4 separate regions of the Mus musculus genome follow, and regions 2, 3 and 4 are each linked to region 1. Evidence: chromatin contacts called from public promoter capture Hi-C data. All regions are on one chromosome and are shown on one strand. The core of a region is the stretch at or near the end of the contact, and the rest is flanking DNA. Distances in the headings are between cores, read along the strand shown. Region 1 holds the start of Gltpd2 (glycolipid transfer protein domain containing 2). Region 2 holds the start of Sat2 (spermidine/spermine N1-acetyl transferase 2). Region 3 holds the start of Eif5a (eukaryotic translation initiation factor 5A). Region 4 holds the start of Neurl4 (neuralized E3 ubiquitin protein ligase 4).

What was found. Promoter capture Hi-C pulls out the DNA fragments that hold promoters and counts their contacts.
Region 2: a contact with region 1 is called in a promoter capture Hi-C map of liver, with 2.1 times the contacts expected there. The contact joins the promoter of Sat2 here to the promoter of Gltpd2 in region 1. A contact is called at or near these places in 1 of 39 promoter capture datasets (liver) and 1 of 9 other capture datasets (adipose tissue).
Region 3: a contact with region 1 is called in a promoter capture Hi-C map of liver, with 2.6 times the contacts expected there. The contact joins the promoter of Eif5a here to the promoter of Gltpd2 in region 1. A contact is called at or near these places in 2 of 39 promoter capture datasets (both in liver), 1 of 484 Hi-C or Micro-C datasets (liver), 2 of 115 datasets of contacts at active chromatin or transcription factors (bone marrow-derived macrophages and microglia) and 1 of 9 other capture datasets (pancreatic islet).
Region 4: a contact with region 1 is called in a promoter capture Hi-C map of liver, with 2.1 times the contacts expected there. The contact joins the promoter of Neurl4 here to the promoter of Gltpd2 in region 1. A contact is called at or near these places in 3 of 39 promoter capture datasets (the C10 cell line and liver), 2 of 115 datasets of contacts at active chromatin or transcription factors (bone marrow-derived macrophages and memory CD8 T cells) and 2 of 9 other capture datasets (adipose tissue and liver).

The regions. Positions count from the first base shown.
Region 1 is chr11:70,517,875-70,521,080 of GRCm38.p6, forward strand. Gltpd2 (glycolipid transfer protein domain containing 2) reads left to right here and starts at 1,335. Exons shown (of 3, transcript NM_146020.1): 1 at 1,335-1,604; 2 at 1,843-2,009; 3 at 2,097-2,862. The coding sequence starts at 1,344. The coding sequence ends at 2,634.
Region 2 is chr11:69,620,093-69,623,301 of GRCm38.p6, forward strand. Sat2 (spermidine/spermine N1-acetyl transferase 2) reads left to right here and starts at 1,960. Exons shown (of 6, transcript NM_026991.3): 1 at 1,960-2,240; 2 at 2,401-2,452; 3 at 2,615-2,698; 4 at 2,768-2,869; 5 at 3,020-3,060. The coding sequence starts at 2,175.
Region 3 is chr11:69,919,976-69,922,901 of GRCm38.p6, forward strand. It overlaps Eif5a (eukaryotic translation initiation factor 5A), which reads right to left and starts at 1,411. Exons shown (of 6, transcript NM_181582.4): 1 at 1,188-1,411.
Region 4 is chr11:69,900,076-69,903,273 of GRCm38.p6, forward strand. It overlaps Neurl4 (neuralized E3 ubiquitin protein ligase 4), which reads left to right and starts at 1,741. Exons shown (of 29, transcript NM_001013414.3): 1 at 1,741-2,110; 2 at 2,933-3,198. The coding sequence starts at 1,823. 2810408A11Rik (RIKEN cDNA 2810408A11 gene) reads right to left here and starts at 839. Exons shown (of 9, transcript NM_001382461.1): 1 at 228-839. The coding sequence starts at 676.

The sequences.
Region 1 (3,206 bases), core at 85-2,584:
TTAGTTCTCAGAGCACAAACTCCTCAAAGTCTGCCTGGGCACGCACCATGTGTGGATTTGGGTGCTTTTCTAAGTTTCTTGGAATAAAGATTAACAGGGGTTCTGGATAGCCATTTCTTGTTAGAGTCTGTATTACAGGGAAACCTACAATGGTATGTCAGATGCTGGGCCTAAACATTATCACTAGAGTTGGAGTGTCCCTTTTTATAAAGCATGTTAAGACAGAGTCTAGATAAGTTATCCAGGCTGGCCTTGAACTTTTGATATTCCTATCTCAGCCTCCCAAATACCTAAGGTTACATGAAGACCTGAGCTACTGTGCCCAGCTATGAAAATACTTTTGTATTCTGGGGGTCTAGTGTAGGGCCTGCCATAGGAAAGTAATGACTGATTTAATGAATGAAACGCTAAAGTGAAGCTCAAAAAATTAAATTATAATGTCCAAGAATCACTGATGGAAGGCCCCAGACTCAAATAGTGTGCAAAGGCAAAGAGCGTCTATTCTGCAGAAATTACCAGCATGCAGGGGTCACAACAAAATGGCAATGACTTGAGGGGCTTGCAAGACATCCTTTTAGGCAGGTCTAGGGGAATTTCCCAGAAGGACTAGGTAACCTCTAATATGATTGGTAAGGGTCAAAGCAGTAACATTAGTACCATTTTCATTAGGTGCTAGGTTAGTTCTATTATAATTGGTGAGACCCTGAAGATTTTTGGAAGCCAGCTCAGTTCTGGCTTTGTTATCTTCTTCAGCCAGGAGTCTCACAAGCAGACTCAGCTACAGCCTTATCCTCCCTAACTCAGGCCATCATTGGCTAAAGGTTCTTTGTCAGTGGCTCCTTCAGAGAAGCCCAGTAAGCTTCCTGGGGAATTGAAATTTTTATTCCCAAGGTTTCCAGACCTCTCGGCAAGAATGTAAAAAAAAAAAAAAGAGAGAGAGAGAGCCTAAAGCCCCATCCTCGAGCCTTAACAAGTAAGACGTATTGGGCAACTGTGGTCAGCTTTCCACTTGGAATGCTTTCACATGCGTTATCAATTGATCCTCACATGAGATTTACAAAGGCCCATTATCTGCAGCTTACAGTGGATTCGTGTCCAGATTTAAGGAGAACCCACAAGACGCTGCCTCTTACGACAAGCTAGCCCCACAGGTAAAGGCAATGCAGAGACAGGTCACATATTATGTCCCCCAAATCGTCATTATGTCTCTCACCCTAGGATCTGACCTCTAGGGCAAAGGACACAAGGGAGGGGTCCTTAATAGATTAATTATTAACTCTCTGCACCTCTGGACACCACGGGAAGGGAAAGGCCACCAACTAGCTAGGTGAGGTGCACCAGCGATGGTCATGGGGGTCTCACTGTCCCCAGCCCTGGGACGCTGGTTCCGCCATGCAATTCCCTTCGCTATCTTAACGCTGTTACTTCTTTACATCAGTATATGGTTCTTCTATGAGTGGCCCTTCCCCTTACCAGCTCAGAGAACCCAGCAGTCCGGCCTGCGGGGACTCAAACTCCCTTCTCCTTCTCCAGTCCTCGGCTCCCTGCTTAGTTTCCCGGCAGGGGTGCAGTCCTGCAATCCAGAGAGACCGCTACCTTCCCAGGTATGTTTGAGTTTTAAGGCCAGAGTCTGGGGACTCTGCAACAAAGAAACAGGGGAACCAGACTGAGAATCGAATGAAAGGAGGCTCCTCCCTCTCTGTTCCCTCCCCCCTTCAGATGTCAAGAATAACCAGGAGGAACCCCAGCTAAACCTGAGGGACATTCTTCAGGGCCCAACAGTGGCTAAGTAGGCCTAGCAGGCTAGGAACTTTTCATGTATCTCTTATATCTATCTCCCAGACTGGCCCAGCGGCCAGACCCCTAGTGGTCCCAGAGAAGGAAGAGCTTCCCTGTCTAGGGCCTCATGGGGCGCTGGGTCGCATGGTGAGCCCCTTCCTGGCCTGTATGAGCCCTGAAGGGGATGTGGCGTTGTCTCAGTATCTGGCAGGATGGAGAGAACTACTTAGGTGAGTGGTCTCCCTTCCCCAAGCCCATCTTCCTCCAAATGATTCTGTGGTTTCGCAAGTCATCTCCCCACTTCCACCACCAAACAGGTTCCTAACTCCCCTTGGCACTGTCTTCGCCTTTGCCACCAGCGAGGCCTTCAACAAGGTGACCGACCTCGAGGCTCGTGTGCACGGCCCCAATGCTTCACACTACACATCGCTGATGACTATGATCACATGGGAGCGGGGAGCAGGATTGCTACAGCGCCCGGGAACCGAACCTGGGCATTCAGCCGGGTCCTCGGGCTCTCGAACGCTACTTTTGTTGCATCGCGCGCTGCGCTGGTCCCAGCTCTGCCTCCACAGGGTGGCGACAGGGACGCTTGGAGGTCCAGATGCGGGCACGCAGTGCGGGGAAGCCTACAGCACCGCCCTGGCCCCGCACCATCCATGGCTTATCCGTCAGGCCGCTCGCCTGGCGATCTTGGCCCTCCCGAGTCGCGGTCGCCTGCTCCAGCTGGCGTGTCCCGGAACAGGAGAGGCGGACGCGCGGGTTGCTCTGGCCCGGGCCGCCGGCGTCCTGGAGGATGTGTACAATCGTACCCAGGGCCTGCTGGCCGGCCACGGCCTGCTCCAGCTGGCTTGATGGCCGCGGCATCAAGAGACCGACCAGAAAGGCATTTCTGGGAAGGGATGTACATACTCAGGGTTACCGGCGGCCTGAGAGTAGCTAGCGGTCCTCTTTAGTGAAGTCACCACAGTTAAGGCCCACCCCCAGCAGGGCAGTCTCAGTGATGTGTGAGATCCTCTCATCTTCAGCCTCTGGAAGCTGGAAGAAGCAATGAAGAATAAAGAATGCTTTAGTAGCTGTCGACATCCGGCGTTATGTATGATAACTGGAGAGCTAGCTTAAGGGCTGGGGGAGGGTGTGGGAAGACCTGTTATCCCTGCTCTTTGCATCTGAAGGACTCATATTCCCCTGAGCTCATTTCAGCTGCTCCATGGCTTCAGTTGCCAGCGCTTACCAAGTCTCAGTCCAGATCTGCCCTCCACACAGCCAACGCAGCATGTCCCGCCTGAGTGCTACTTCCCTCCACCAAAAGTACATTTATTTCTGTGTTCTGTCTCCAACCTAAAGCCCGTGCACCATGCCTCTCACCAAACAGGCACTCCACAAAGGTCTCCTTGGTCACTTCCGTACTAGTGAATGTGAAAGAC
Region 2 (3,209 bases), core at 710-3,209, 900 kb before region 1:
GATAGATAGATAGATAGATAGATAGATAGATAGATAGATAGATAGATAGATAAAAATATAAAAGGCAGTTGGAGAGATGATTTAGAGAGGTGGCTCAGTAGTTGAGAGTGCTGGCTGCTCTTGCAGAGGACTTGGGATCAATTTCCGGAACCCACATAGCAACCCACAAGTACAGTTCTAGGGAATGGACATCCTCTCCTATCCCCTGAGGGATCCTGAGACAAACGTGGTGGACATATATACAGTGCAGGCACAAACACTCCATACCCACACACACAAAAACAAACAAACAAACAAACAAAAACAGATGTAGCGGGGTAGAGGTGGGGGGAGGGAATGTAATCAAAGCTACTGAGGCTCAGATCCAGAGTTCAAGACTTGGTTGGGGAAAGAACTCCAGAGTAGAGAGCTTGCTGTGCAAACAGGAAGCTGTAAGTTTGGATGGCCCACACCTACAATCCACCTGGACTGAGTGGCACACACCTTTGACCCTAGCGCTGGGGAAGATGGAGCAGTAGAGGGTACAGAGGCCAGCCTGCCTAGCAGGATTGACTGCTGAGCTCCAGGCTTCTTGGTGGAAGGCCTCTCTCTCTCTTTCTCTCTCTCTCTCTCTCTCTCTCTCTCTCTCTTTCTCAGAGTAACTGAAGAAGAGATTCAACCTAGACTTCTTGCTCCCCGAGAATTCGCATGCACCAGCAAGCACAACTGCACAGACAGCACACTCACTCACTGAAAATAAAATAAGAACTCAAGGCTGAGTGGGCGTGGTGCTCACACCGACAACCCAAACACTTGACACTGGAGAAGTTGTAAGAGATAAGAGGCTGCTTTGAGTTTGAGGAGAGCCTCAGCTGTATCATGAGTTTCAGGCCAGCATGGGTGTTAGAGTGAGACTCTTTGTCTCAAAAAAACAAAAACAAAAACAAAGCAAAAAAAGAGGTGGACACGGTGGCACAAGATTGTAGCCCCAGTTGCTACTGGAGAACAAAGGGGTATTGAGCCCAGAACATCAAAGGTTTGAGGCTAAGTCAGATATAGTGATATACATAATCCCAGCACTGGGGAGGTAGAGGCAGGAAAATCAGTAGTTCTAGATCATCCTTGGCTACACAGCAAATTTGAGCCTAGCCTGGGCTACATATCCAGGAAAATCTTCCACTCCCTGAAAACCCTATCAGGCCTGGCTTGGTGGCGCACGCCTTTAATCCTAGCACTTGGGAGGCAGAGGCAGGTGGATTTCTGAGTTCGAGGCCAGCCTCTCAAAAACAAAAAACAAACAAACAAAAAAACCACAAAACAACAACAACAACAACAAACCCTATCAGATATAAAGGAGAAAAAAGAATAAGGGACCTGCTGTTACTGTTAATTACAGGGATTTGTTAACAGAACCTAATGAGGAAACGTCAAAACACAACTGTCCCTTTGAGGACACCATTATGAGCCACAAAACAGCTATAGGAATCAAGTGTAGGGCTTTTTTCAGCATGTCCTGAGTACTGGATTTAATGCCTAGAACCAAAGAAGGGAAGGAGGAAAAGCTGCCAGAGGCATAGCACAGGGCTTCCACTACCAAAGACAGCTACAGGAACCGGTCGGGGGTCTTGGGCTCCCTCAGGGTCGGGGATGCCCCAGTGATTAGACGGCTAAGAGTGAAAACTAAAGCAGCTAACTGGAGTGTACTCTAACTAAAGCAGGGTAGGGGAGGACTTTTAAGCTTGAGGTATGTACGACACAGACTGGATAGCCAAGGCTACACAGAGAAACCCTGTCTCGAAAAACCAAAATAAATAAATAAAATACAAAATACAAAAAATAAACAAACAAACAGGAAGCTTAAGTAGTCCGGCGCAGAGTCCAGTCACTGGACAGCGAGGCGAGGCGGGACCAGGGGGTGGGGGTGGGGAAATGGTCGTAAGCAGCAAGCTGATTGGCTGCAGGGAGGCCCGGAGGGGGCTCAGAATTTAAGGCCTTTTCTGGCAGAAGAGACCACCAGGCCGGCTAATCCTCCCAGCTGAGACCGGTTGGTGCCAGAATCTTGTCTAGAAGCTTCTAGCATTTCTTCTGCCCCTCGCTCCCAGCACTTTGAGACCTGAGCTTTGAGACCAGACCTCCGCGGTTCTGCAAACGTGGGAGTTGTCTGTGATCTTTGATTTTTGACAGTGAGGCTCGGAATGGCTTCCACGCGAATCCGAGAGGCCAGGGAGAGCGATTGTGGAGACATTATGAGGATGATCCGGGTAAAGACTGCGGTTTGGAAAAACAGTGCGGGGTGGGGGTGGGGGGCTGGGAGCAGTTTGGCTGGAGTTGGGGAGTCAGAAATGAGGGTGCACCTTTGGACCCTGTTCTCAGAGATCAGGACCTTCCTGCCTTAATGTTGTTTTGGTACCCCTGTTATAGGAACTGGCAGAGTTCGAGAAACTGTCCCATCAGGTGAAGATCAGTGAAGAAGGTGGGTGAGGCTGTGCACCTGGGTCCTGATTGAGATGGGGGGCGGGTGATGGGGTGGAAGGATGGAGTCCTAAGATCGTAACTACTGGACTGGGCTTTACTCCAAGTTCCGGTTTTTCCCGGCCCATCTCTGCCTTTTTTGTCATACCTCCAATCTTTATAGCTCTGCGAGCAGATGGCTTTGGAGAGAACCCTTTCTTTCACTGTTTGGTGGCAGAGATTATCCCAGCACCTGGGGAGTCACAAGGTAAGGAAGCCTGCAGTTATCCTCCGTGTTTTTCCTCCCAAAAGCCTCACTCTTCTCTCTCATTTTCAGGGTCCCTTGTGGTGGGCTATGGGCTGTACTACTTCATCTATAGCACATGGACCGGACGAAACGTTTATCTGGAAGACATCTATGTGATGCCGCAATATCGGGGTACTGGCTGGGGCTAAGGATGGACAGAATGCCCACAGACCCAATGAACAGTCCTCAGACCTATCCCATTACCCCAACCTCAGATTATAGTTTCCTTTGATACCCTTTCAACTCAAATAATAGTCCTTCCTGTCCCTTTCTCCACTATAGGTCAAGGGATTGGTACCAAAATAATCAAAAAGGTGGCTGAGGTGAGCAAAGGGGTGGGGCTTACAAACTAGTTACCGCCCCCAAACGAAAGCCAGCCAGTCAGCCAAACCATCAATCAATCAATCAATCAATCAGTCACGTAAGTGGGAGTGTCGAGGTTGAATGAGGGGGATGAGAAAGATTTTTCTTT
Region 3 (2,926 bases), core at 161-2,660, 600 kb before region 1:
TTTGTCGATGGCCCTCCCACTTTTCCCAGGATGCACCAGTCCTGTCGGCTTTTCAGGCCCAGCCTGTACAGTCAGTAGAAAGTGAGGGGTGGTGAATGACAATAAAATGAAAGCAAAAGATTCGTAGTAGTAATAGAAATCGTACTAGGCTGGCAGAGTAAAGGACTTTAAAACACAGTAACTCCCAAACAAAACACGACAGGGAAGGCACTGGCATGGTGAAGATCGAAGATCACCGCAGGGGAACTAGAAGCTCACTACTTTCAGGCGCTGTCGGCATGGGCCGAGAAAGAGTTGGGCATCAGTCCAATCGCCCTCAGTTTCCCCACTTTTCCCGGTTTCCCCAGCAAAGCAGTACCACTTACATCTGGCTGGACGTCTCACTTCATATGAAGACTGAGGGATGAGCTCCAGAGGCCCATGAGGCTGGGGAACACTAACATATGCCTGCAACGGGCCCTGCGGGATGAGTGAGACCCAAGGGTAGGGTCTCTCCCGCACGCCAAAATCCAAGGCTCCGGAGAAACCCAAAAAAGACCAGAGCTCCTTGCGCTGAGGGTTGCCGGCTCGCGCCCACCATGTGGTCGCCCGGGGCTTCCGGTGGCCCGGGCCAGGGGGGAGGGGTCCCCGTGCAGCCATGCGGCCCCGGTCAACGTTCGGCCGCATGGCCTCGGACCCCGAGGGCAGCCTCCAATGGGGAACACTTCCGGTGCTACGGCTGCCCCTGCCCCAAAGCTGCGCCAGGCCAGGACCATGCCGCCTCCCCTCCCCCCGCCGGCCGCCAACCCCCTCCACATGCCCTCACCTAACAGCCCCCTCCCCCACCTCACGTGGCCGCGCAGCGCCGGTCCTCAACCGCACAGGAGCCTTTGCCCTGTCTGGGCCGATCTGGCCCCGGGCCCTCGCCCCGGCGTGGCCGCCTGGCGGCCTCTCCCGCGTGGCGGCCTCGCGGCTCGCCGTCCCCCGCCCTGCGTCGCTCCAACGTCACCCGGCCGGCCCCAACCGTCACCCCTCGCGCCAACCGGGCCCTGCACCCGCCTCTCCGCACCTCGCGCCGCTCCCTCACCGAACCCGTGCGGCGACAGCCGCCGCTCCCTTCTGCCCCCCTCCCCGACCCCCGCGTAGTTCCGTCTCTCGTTCGTAGCTCAAACCGAGGTTACGCGCAGGCGCGCCCTGCCCGCTCTCACCTCGCGCGAACGCACTGACTTGACCTGGTCCGCTCGCCGCGAGCCCAACTGCTGCCTCCGAACCCGCTACTGTGCTGCCGCCGCCGCCGCCGCCGCCTCTAGCGCCGCCGCCGCTGCTGCACACGGGTCTTAGTACGCAGGCGCCGACTCCCCACTGACCAACCAAGCAGCCCTATGACAGCCGCGCAAGCGTGCTAGGTAGCTCCACCACCTTCCACCCCCGCACTGCGCAAGCGCATGGACCCTCCCCGATCTCCACCCTCTCTCCCACCTACCCATCGGATGACGCACACACGTGACCCCGCCCCTTTCCAGTCCGTAGTGCTTCCAACCAGTCGGCAATGCGCAGGCGCACCGGGTTTTTTTTTTTTTTTTTTAAATCCCTTCAACCTCTTCTTCCCTCCCCTTGAGCGACAGCTCGCTCTACCGGGCAACCCTTGCGGCTGCGCAATACAGAACCCTGCACTCCACACCCTCCGAAGGAAACGCCTGGGTCTCAACGCATGCGTGTTAGGAATCCTAAACGCCCCTTCCACCTCAGACGTCGTCCCTACGCGGGGTGTTGAAAAGACCACGCCACTGTGCTGCTTGCGGCGTCAAGAACGCATGCGTCTGAGCAGGCGCCACACCTCGGCTTTAACTGGAATTGAACAACTCACAAACACGTTTCTGAGAACCTTTCTAGTTAGGTGTGTGGCTCTTCTCCGAATCGCTGTCCCAGCTCTGCACGTGCTCAAGAGACTGCTTTCCGTGGGAGACTCTGCTCTCACGCTAGTGTGGTCGGATTACAACCATCCCGGCTTCGGTACTTTACACAACTTGTGCGCTATAGTTTCAGTATCCAGAGCTATCCGATACAAGCCACCATCTTGTCTAAACCCTGGTTAGTGTTGATTCCTAAGGTTCGCATAGAAGCTTTTCCTTTCTAAATCCTAAATAAAGAGAACTACATAGCGTTTCCGATTGTTTTCCCAGGTCGGCTTGAGGTTTCTAAAAGGAAATGTCTAATGTTTCTTCCAAAATCAAACTCCCTATGAGAAGAGTGGCTCTGGACCAGGCGACACAGACTTTATTGCCAGATCGCTAGGAGGCTGAGACTTGTTATAAAGCCAGCACATAAAGTTGGTCTTGAAATTTATGATGCCTGTAATCTCTGAGTTTGAGAAACTGGAGCAGGAGAATAGAAAAAAACAAAACAGTGCAATATTAAATTACTTTGACGTTATCTAAAGATGAGCGATCAGGATTCCTACTCCTTAGATAATGCAGGCGTGGTGGAGCACTCCCTTAATCCTGTAAGAGCCAGGTGGGTTCAAGGCCAGTCTGGTCTGTACAGTGTGAATTCTTGACTCAAAAGCAAAACAAAAAAATCTGGTCTAGGAATCTAAACCTTTTTGGTGGTAGTGGTGGTTTTGTTGTTGTTTTTCAAGACAGGGTTTCTCTGTGTAGCTCTGGCTGTCCTGGAACTCACTCAGTCGACCAGACTGGCCTTAAGATCCACCTGCCTCTGCCTCTCGTGTTGGGATGTAAGGCATGCACTGCCACCTATAGTTTTGAGAAATCACTTCAAATTACTGTACTTTTAATTTCTTTACCACTAAGTAAGGATATTAAATGATATCTTAATCTCCAACTTACTGGAACGCTTGCAAGCACTTAATTGGAATTATTACGTGTTTGTGTAGCACAGTAGAACTATCCACCCTATATCTTTCAGTCACTTTTCCTGAATTTTCTGT
Region 4 (3,198 bases), core at 491-2,990, 620 kb before region 1:
TTTTTTCTTGGCTTCAGCTCAAGGTGTCCTGAACTCCTCCCTCCCTCCCGTCTCAGGGCTGCTGGCTAAAAGCTGAGTTGCTGCTATTTAAGCTCTCACCTTTCTTACTCTCTAGCCCTCCTTCCCTCGCTCTTTCCCCCTGCCTTTCTACAATAAAGCTCTAAAACCATTAAAAAAAAAAAAAACAAAAAAACAAAAAAAAAAAAAAAACCAGCTGAGTTGCTTACTTCTCCGAACCGGGGGGTTTCTTTATCAAAATGGAGCTGCTGTTTTTTAGGATGCTCCGAGGCCGCTCCGTGAAAGATGTCCCGGAGTGTGTACTACTCTCCGAGCTGTACACTTTAGCCTCCTCCGGCCCGGGGGTGGACGCCTTAGTTGCACCAGTTCCAGTGCCAGGGGATGTGCTGGACCCAAGGCTTGCAACCTCCTGAAGTTGCGGAGCGGGTCCTGAATTGAGGGTCACTGCCCCTTCAGAGGGCTGAATTGGACCAGGACTGCGGACTACAGGGTTCCCGGAATGCAAGAGGGAGCCAGGACCGCGAAGCAAGGCTACTCCGGGGGGTAATCCGGTGTCTGTTTGCATACCTCTGGCACTGCCAGGTACTGCCCTAGAAACCCCCCCAGGGGATTCTGCACTGAGGCCACTAACAGGTGCGAGAGACTCCGGCTTCTCCATAGCTCAACTTGGTAACCACTTCAATTCCACTGCCTACCCTTCTAGCTGCACATAGCCCTGCCCGTTGGCCCTGCCCCCATCGCGGCGGGCGGTGGGCGCTGGGGGCTCCGGGTCAGACCGGACCTCCTCTGCCTCTTCTCCCTGGCGCTGAGGCAGGTGAAAGGTCGACTATCAGACTTCAGCCTGGGAGTTCCTCCGCACACCCTTCCCTTATTGTTACACCCCAAGACTTTCTTTGTCTCTGTAATTTGTTCCCGCCCTTCTCCATCACCGCCCTTCTCCGAATCAACCAATCACAGTCAAGGGGCCTGGCCAGCGGTGAGGAGCCTTGTGATGTCACAGCCCCGCAACACCAGGGAGAGCCTGAGTAGGGCTGGGTTCTGTTAATAGCTCTCAGGTAACCTCTCAGAGGTGTCCGCTCTGTCCCTTGAGATTACCCAACGGGACACCGCTAGGATTTTTATTAGTAACTTTTAAGATTTAAGAGTTTCATTGGCACAGAGCTCAAGTTGGCCTTGAAATGTGTGCGGGTAGGAGAGGTGTGATGCAAAGTCTGTGGGGCCGGAGCGGGGTGAGGTGCGAGACTGGGTCAAGGAGAGGTGTGATGCGTGATCGGATTGCGACATTTCCGGCCTCGGCACTGTGAAGGGCTGAGACTTGGATTTATAAAACTACTTTTTCTCTGTCCCGAAGATAGCGTTTACTTCCATCGCCTTAAAGCGTGCGGTGTTAGGGGAAGCCACCAGCCCTTGCGTTAAGGCGAATGCTCTAATATGTCGCTTTTCCCTAACAAGGGTTGGGTCCAAGGCGCCGGGCGACGTCGCAAAGTGTATCTGGGCGCCAGCACGCCTTCGTCGCAAAGACGCCTGCGGCGGGCGATTCTGCCATCCACTGTCGCAAAAGCAGCCCAAATCTTCCCGGCTCTCGTAGCCTCTGTCGTCCCGCTGGGCCGTAAAGCAGTCCCCCGACCCCGTCGTCCTTCCGTTCCCCTCGTGAGAGACCTCGGTTCCTTAGCTGCGGACGCTTCAGTGCCGTAAAGCACACCAGGCCCCAGCCCCCCGGCCGTATTCCCCCAGGGCGTCTGGCCGCCGCGGTTGCCACGGTGCCGCCAAGCGCGGCTGTCGCGCGGCCGCGGTATCAGCGGCGATGGCGGCGGGGTCGGGTGGGAGTGGGGGCTCTGGGGCGGGCCCCGGGCCAGGACCGGGGCCCGGCGGGGGTGGGGGCCCTGGCAGCAGCGGACCAGGCCTGGGGTCCGGCGGGGGTCTCGGCGGTGGCGGGGAGCTGCACCCGCGCACCGGGCGCTTGGTCAGCCTGTCGGCCTGCGGGCGCACGGCGCGGCGGCAGCAGCCGGGCCAAGAGTTTAACCACGGGCTGGTGCTGAGCCGAGAACCCTTGCGCGATGGACGCGTCTTCACCGTCCGCATCGACCGCAAGGTGCAAAGCCGGGGCAGCTGAAACGAGGTGTGGAGGGGAGTGGGAGGGGACGGGAGGGAGAAGCGGTAGGACTGCCAGAAGGTCTGCATCTCCAACCGAGCCTCCAGGTACCGATAGCGAGCCGGCACACTGTAGTGCACCGGGGAAGAGAAAGGAGAAGGACACGGAGCAGACACATTCATTCTGAAGGAGCATTCGTTTCCCGCAGGACAGGGAGCCAGGGTCCGGTGGTTAGAATGGCTAGTGAACACGTCTAGCACAATCTCTTAGGGATGGAAGACTGACAGGTGCCCGAGATGGAAGAGTAGAGAAATAATAAAAAGCGCAAACTGTTGACAAACGTCCCAAACCAGAAAGATAGATGAGGAGACATGCGAAAAAGGGAGTGTATGTGACTTGCTTGACTCCAAAACGAATTTGGAAAGAGAAGAGAATGAATTTGGGTGGAGCTTTGCCCTACTAGAGTATTGGGGTTGGGAATGAGAGTGATGTAGGAGAGCGAGCATTGTGGACCTAAGAAGCATGGGATTGGAGTGGCTGAGGAGCTACAGAGACTGGGAAGTAAGAGGAGATCGGGTTAAAACCAGGGCCTTTAACCAGCTTGTTCAGTGGGTAGAGGGGGTGATGTGCTAAAACACGTGTCAGCAGACACAGATGCTGAGAGCCAGTGGGTCCTGGTAGTTATGGAGGCTAGTTCCAAAAATTATTTGTGTGTCTATGTCAGTGGCCTCAGAGGACAGGGTGAGAGGCACACGGTGCTCTGGAATGTGGCCTCTGGTGATGGGATTTCATACAGAAACTCTGTCCACCACCCTCTCATAGGTCAACTCCTGGAGTGGCTCCATTGAGATTGGAGTGACAGCACTGGATCCCAGTGTGTTGGACTTCCCGAGCAGTGCCACCGGGCTGAAGGGAGGCTCCTGGGTAGTGTCAGGCTGCTCAGTGCTGCGGGACGGGCGCTCTGTGTTGGAGGAATATGGCCAGGACCTGGACCAGCTTGTCGAAGGGGACCGTGTGGGTGTGGAACGCACAGCCACTGGGGAGCTCCGGCTCTGGGTAAACGGGCGGGATTGTGGTGTGGCAGCCAC